2 separate regions of the Mus musculus genome follow, and region 2 is linked to region 1. A link is a contact called in public promoter capture Hi-C data. All regions are on one chromosome and are shown on one strand. Each heading gives the region's core, a stretch centred on a gene start, on an enhancer-like site or on the middle of the called end of the contact. The rest is flanking DNA. Distances are from core to core; before and after follow the strand shown.

Region 1 (3,237 bases), core at 590-3,089:
CCATAGGCACTGCATACATCTGGTGTAGACATATACGCAGGCAGAACATTGCACACATTAAGATAAAATCTTAAACAAACAAACAAAAAACCACAAACAAACAAAAAAAAGAAAAAAGAATCTCTTAAAATCTCATTATATTTGGATTTGATGTTTTTAGAGTATCACACTTGGGGATGATAACTTTCATGTATCAAAAGAGATTGCGCTACCAGAGACCATTTTCCATCAGATCTCAGATCTGCACCCCCACCTTCAACCCCCAACACAGGAAGGAAGTCCCACCCCTCAAACAGATTTACCTTCTGGATAAAGTTCTCTACTTTGCTCTGCAGCCCCCACCACTTGAACTTGATGGTCACCAGCTTATAGGCACACATCCTAGGACAGTCAGGGGTGTTTGCCAGCTCCTTCTAGATGAGAAAATTGAAACATTGTGACGTCAGTGTTTAGGTTTTGACTGAAACAGACTGTTATGGAACACCACCATGGACTGAGAGCATTGCTTCTCTCTGCCATCCAACTGTGAGGTCAGCTGCTGTCACTATACAGGAAGCTCTTAACACAGTGAGCCTAAACAGGGAGGCTGTGTTCCCTAACTCCCCTTGGGGATCTGCTCATGACCTTCCACCATTTCTGTGTTTCCAAATATCTCCAATGCAGCAGCAGTTCATAACAGCAGAAGGCCACAGGCGGGGATGCAAATGCACACTGCTCACAGCATGGCCTGTACATGCAGCTTCAGTTCCCAGAGTGCCTGCCACACACTGGCATTCACTCAGATGATGTGGATGGAAAGTCAAGCCTTGTTTGGATAAATGAGGATGTTGTGAGCAACGGTCCTCACTCAGGCTGTGTAGTGGGGCGGGGTGGTGGGGCGGGGTTTCAGCTGTACCCTTGAACAAGAGCACCCCAGAGCGGGGCTTCCTGACCAGTAACACGCACTCATGGAAAGGTGGAGAGGGTGATGAGACCAGCACCTGAGTATCCAGCTGCTCTACCACCCACATAAGCAACTGTGACTTACGTGTGTGCACATACACACGTGTATTTGCAACAACAGAATAACATTGCTGCCTTTGGTGGAGCCATTCATCTGTCATGCAGCAGAACACACTGCTGCTATCAGACATGGAGGGTCACAAAGCTAAGTCAGGTCAGGTCTGGCCACCTGAGTTCAATCACCCAATAACAGGAGCCAGTTTAATAGTGAGAAGAGAAAAAGGAGGTTTACTCAACGTAGTCACACTTCGAGAGGGACAAAAATATGTGGAAAGCCCCTCAAATTCACCTTTGGGGCCCTAAAGTGAGACTGAAGTTTAAACAGAGGGCCAAGGTTATGTACGTAAGCCCTGGCAGGATGGGTACCGCCCCCAACTGACCCACCGTTGTCAGGGCTCAGTTTTATCCTATGAAACATTCATTGTTATTGTGGAGTCTCTTTCTGGAAGACAACACAGCTTCCCCTCTGACAAGCACATTCTCCTTCTCCCAGCACTAAGAGTCCTGGGGAAATCTACGCTGCTTTGAGTCCAATGTTTAAACAATCTCAAGTCAGAACGAGATAGACCCAAGTGTCTCTCGGGAGTATCTTCATTTCTAGCAGACCAGCTAAACTGGCACAAGCCTCCTTCTCCTTGACTGCAGGCCTGGCTCTAAGCTGGGATGAGGTCAGTCAGCTTGCCTCAGAAAACCCAGTTCTGCAGAAAGGATGGTAAGGTGAGCCTCCCACAGAACAGTTCTTCAATATGCAAGGAACCCACGCTGGGACCTTTAGCCCAGTGAGTGCTGCTGAGAATGAGAACATGGCTCCAGGGTCAGTCAGGTCGAGCTGGCACTAGGTCAGGCACATGGCATCCAGCTGTGGCTCCTACTGTACAGAACCCTTCTTCTGCTGGCTTCACTCCTCTGTGTGAACAGGAAGAGCTAAACTATTAGAGTCCACCGAGGTGAACCAGGACTGAGCAAGCTTAGCTCCAAAGCTACAGATGGTAAAGCAAACATGCCCTTCCCATTCAATGCCTGTGAAACCCCTGTCCACACCCTCAGGCTACAGTTTCTACAGCTCAGCCACCACCCCCAGTAACACTGATAGCCCTAAGCAACTTCCAGCTGGGACAAGTCCTGGGTACTACAAGCCACAAACAACTTCATTTCGAACCCTAAGAGTTGCACACAGCATTCCCTACAAAAGTTTACCTGTGTGCCCGTCAGCCTTCTCCCCAAATTGAGAGGAGACTCAGTTCTAATTAAAGGAGTGAGCCAAATGTAACATAAGCGCCCTCCACAGGCTGGACTCTAGCACACAGGGACTCCACAGTGAGCCAGGCTTCCCAGTGATGCTGGCAAGCTACTAAAGCCAATTAACACAGCAATTTATAGAGTTTGCACTTGGCTATAAGAATTATTTTAAAAATTAAATGGGCCAAAAAAAAAATCCTAGTTCTAGAATCAATCACCTCATGTTTATTTATTTTCGATCTTCTTCGTTTTCCATCCAACTTACAAGCAGTTATTAAAAAAAAAAAAAAAAACAACCAACCCTTTGAGGGAAGAATATGCAACCCAACTAAACTCTGCTCAAGTAGACACCGGCCTGCTGCCTTGACTTCCCAGTTGTCTTCTGGAGGTGTCAGCGTGTCACTGGAGTCACACACAAGCTACGTGTCTTCCTGCAGTAGCTAACGTGTGCATGGCACTTTAGGTGTCGTTTCTACGTGTCTTTCTGCGGTAGCTAACGTGTGCATGGCATTTCACAAGTCATTCCTGTTTAAAGGTGACTGATAAAGAATCATCCTGTAATCCAAGCTATAGACTTTGGGTTGGTGGGATGGCCAGTAAGTAAAGTGCCTGCTGCCAGGCCTCACTGCCTCAGTTCAACCTCTTGGTACCACATGAAAGGAGAGAACCAACTCCTGCAAGCTGTCCTCTGACCCTGATGCATGCTCTGGCGTGCATACACATGTGCATTCAAGTGCCTGCATGTATGCATGAATGTTGTGCCTACATGTATACATGTGCACCACATGTATGCCTGGTGCTTGCAGAGGTCAGAAGAGGGCATCAGATCCCCTGGAACTGGTCATGAGACAACATGTAGATGCCGGGAACCAAACCCAGGTCCTCTGAAAAAAACAGTGAATTTACCTGCTAAGCTGTCTCTTTAGCCCCTAATTTAAAAGAAAGAAGAAAGAAAGAAAGATTGAAGGAAGAGAAACTTAAAATCTTCAAAAAAGG
Region 2 (2,871 bases), core at 220-2,719, 870 kb before region 1:
CATTCATAATAATACTATATTTTATGGCTGTCCAGGATGGCAAACATGGCCAAGACCCAGGTAATTCCCTTTGTTCTTAGAACAGGTACAGGCACTCTTCATCAGGAACATATTTATCATATTTATGTTCATAGCATCCTGTGCTTTCAGGCTAACCATTAAAGTTTGTGTGTGTGAGAGAGAGAGAGAGTGAGAGTGTGTGTGAGTGTGTGAGAGTGTGTGAGAGAGTATGTGAGTGTGTGTGTGTGAGTGTGTGTGAGACTGTGTGAGTGTATGAGTGTGTGAGAGTGTGAGGGTGTGAGAGAGCATGTGTGTGTGTGTGTGTGTGTGTGCACTCACATGGAGGTCAGAAGGTCAGAGGGTAACTTTCAGGAGTCAGTTCTCCCTACTACCCTGTGGTCCTGAGGATTAAAGTCAGGCTTGGAGGTACCCCACTGAGCTTTGTCTTTTTTATTTCACAGCACAACTGAGGCTTAGAGGCATTCACTGGGAACCTGCTCAAAAGTAATTAGCCCCCAGGCACGGGATGCAGACACAGGCTACTGGCTGTGGAGACTGCACCGGTCCACCCTTCCGGTCCACCCTTCGCCACGCCCTGAACGTGAGACAACTGTTCTGACATCCCAGGAAGGAAGAGATGTTGCTATTTTCCTGGCCATCAAAGGACTCGCTCTTTATCTGGGTCACCCAGTAGCAAGGCTGAGTTTTACCACAAGCCGCTCCTGCCATGCTACCCTCTCCTGCAACAGGACCCCTCAGAGGCAGGGATCAGGGGATTCCATATGCTTTGGGTGCTTATCTGGCATGCACTGCTTTGGGAAGCATGCTAGCAAGCTGCAGCGCCCCCCCCCCCCCCGCCCCGCCCTTTGCTTCTGCATGCACAGCCCTGGATGCTTCTGCCTTGTGGAGTGCATGGGTTCTAGCCCTGACCACCACTCTCACCTCCTGAGAAGAGTTGTACTGCTGGGTATTTGTTATCCAAAGCCCTTGCTCCAGGCCCCCAGGGTTTTGCTTAGAACCGGTTACTTCCAAGCTACTGTATACATTGTTTCCACTTTTTCAAAGAGTATCCTCAAGTGAAAGTGTGACGTCCAGCTAGAAGAGGCAGGGGCAGGTGAGGTGAAGGAGGAGGGCAGGCACAGAACTCTATGATCTGGCTTCTGTCTGTCCTATCATGCAGACAGACAGAAGGACACCCACCATCAAGATGATGTTGGGTCCCTAGTCCTGGACAGGAGTCCTGTGGAACCAATGGAAATAGGCTATCTACCCCTCATATTCCCTAGTGCTGACCCTGGGCAAGCCACCAGTCCTTCCCCACTAAAGGCAGAGCTGCTGACATGTCCACTCTGGGCCTTGGCCAGGACTGGCTTTTGTTTCTATCTCTGGCTTGCTGAGTCTGTGTTTGTCCCTTGGGGCCCCTGTTCCTTTCCTGCCTATAAGAGCCCTGACCTTGTCTGGTTCTGGTTCTGACGTGTGCTCTGGGCCCTTCTTGGTAAGTATGAGAGGGAGACAGGAGTGGGGCCGAGCTCTCTGGTGGCATCATCCTACAATATCAATCTTGGGGATGTCACTGGCTAACCCTGAATGCCATCACATCCCAGGAAGTCTACAAGTGTGTCAGACTGCTGCCTGTGACTCTTAGTTAAATGCCAAGATCCCCCTCCCCTATCATTTTGTGACCTGTGTGTCCACTATGAGAGCCACGCACTAGGCTAGCACTGCACTTTGTTTTGGTGTGTGTGTGCACTCACTTGTGTGTGTGTGTGTGTGTGTGTGTGTGTGTGTGTGTGCGCATGCATGTATGTATGTATGTATGTATGTATGTATGCATGTATGTATGTGCCTGTATGTATGTGTGCATGTGTGTGAGTGTGCATGTGTGAACTTGTGTATGTGTGTGATTGTGCACATGTGCATGTGGGTGTGTGTCTGTGTGTGCATGTGTGTGATTCATCCACCTCTCTCCACTCATCTGGCACTGCAGTCCACTGTGAGCTGGGCTGGAGACAATGGCACCCAGATGTGGCTGAGATTGGTGCTGTTTGCACGTGGGTGGGGTGGGAGAAGGATCGCCCCCGTCCTGGGATACCCAGACCCATCTTGATTCTGACACTGTCCAAGTCAGCCTTCAGTCAGAGATGCTGCTGGGAACCAGATGGAAGGTGACTGTGTTCTTCTCTCTGTAGGACCGTGCCAACATGACCCTGCAGTGCACCAAGTCAGCTGGACACTGGAGGGTAGGGAGTACCCTGGGAGGGGAGGGAAGGAAGTCGACATCTAAGAACCTCTTACAACAACTTCATTGAACCCCATCATCCTGCAGGAGGGCTACTGACTGCCTTGAGCCCAAGGCTCAGACTAGGGGGCAACCTGCCTGAGGCACGCAACCCGAGTTGGTCCCCACCCTTGAGTCCTGGCACACAATCATTCTACTGTGCTTCTCTGGCCGTGCTTGGCTTTGCAAAGGGAAACTAAAATCTGGGTGTGATAGCTTATGCCTGCCCTAGCATTGGGGAAGTAAAGGCAGAAGGAAGCTCGTAGGCTCAAGGCCAGCCTGGGTCTTGCGAGATCTTGTCTCACAAAAAATAATATAGCGGAGCCACATAAAAGCCTTTGATGAAGGCTTTGGGAAATGGAAGCTCTGCTTGTTTTCTTACCTAATGACAGTCAAGGGTGGAGACAAAATTGTGCTGTCCAGGATCCCACGGTCCACCTTGCTCACCCACCTGGCCCTGGAGGCATGTGACCTCTGCTTTACCTGTTTGACTCACTCTGAGTCCAGGGTAAGATCCTCTCTGCTCGCCAAACCTTGATGTCCACAGATTCCCTCCTTCTTTCCTGCACAGATGGTGGTGTGGGATGAAGAAG

The links. Promoter capture Hi-C pulls out the DNA fragments that hold promoters and counts their contacts.
Region 2: a contact with region 1 is called in a promoter capture Hi-C map of liver, with 2.4 times the contacts expected there. The contact joins the promoter of Cryba4 here to the enhancer-like site in region 1. A contact is called at or near these places in 6 of 39 promoter capture datasets (the 3T3-L1 cell line, cranial neural crest, hippocampal neurons and 2 more), 1 of 115 datasets of contacts at active chromatin or transcription factors (embryonic basal ganglia) and 2 of 9 other capture datasets (adipose tissue and pancreatic islet).

The regions. Positions count from the first base shown.
Region 1 is chr5:111,377,368-111,380,604 of GRCm38.p6, reverse strand. Pitpnb (phosphatidylinositol transfer protein, beta) reads right to left here. Exons shown (of 12, transcript NM_019640.5): 9 at 303-413. Among named protein-coding and RNA genes, the nearest start is that of Gm36027, 23 kb to the right of the region's middle. Within about 2 kb of position 1,839, at least 29 of the 459 cell types and tissues checked have an H3K27ac peak or open chromatin away from gene starts, as enhancers often do. A contact at or near this core is called in adipose tissue and liver, where this site is marked.
Region 2 is chr5:112,251,116-112,253,986 of GRCm38.p6, reverse strand. It overlaps Cryba4 (crystallin, beta A4), which reads left to right and starts at 1,469. Exons shown (of 6, transcript NM_021351.2): 1 at 1,469-1,495; 2 at 2,190-2,240; 3 at 2,850-2,871. The coding sequence starts at 2,202.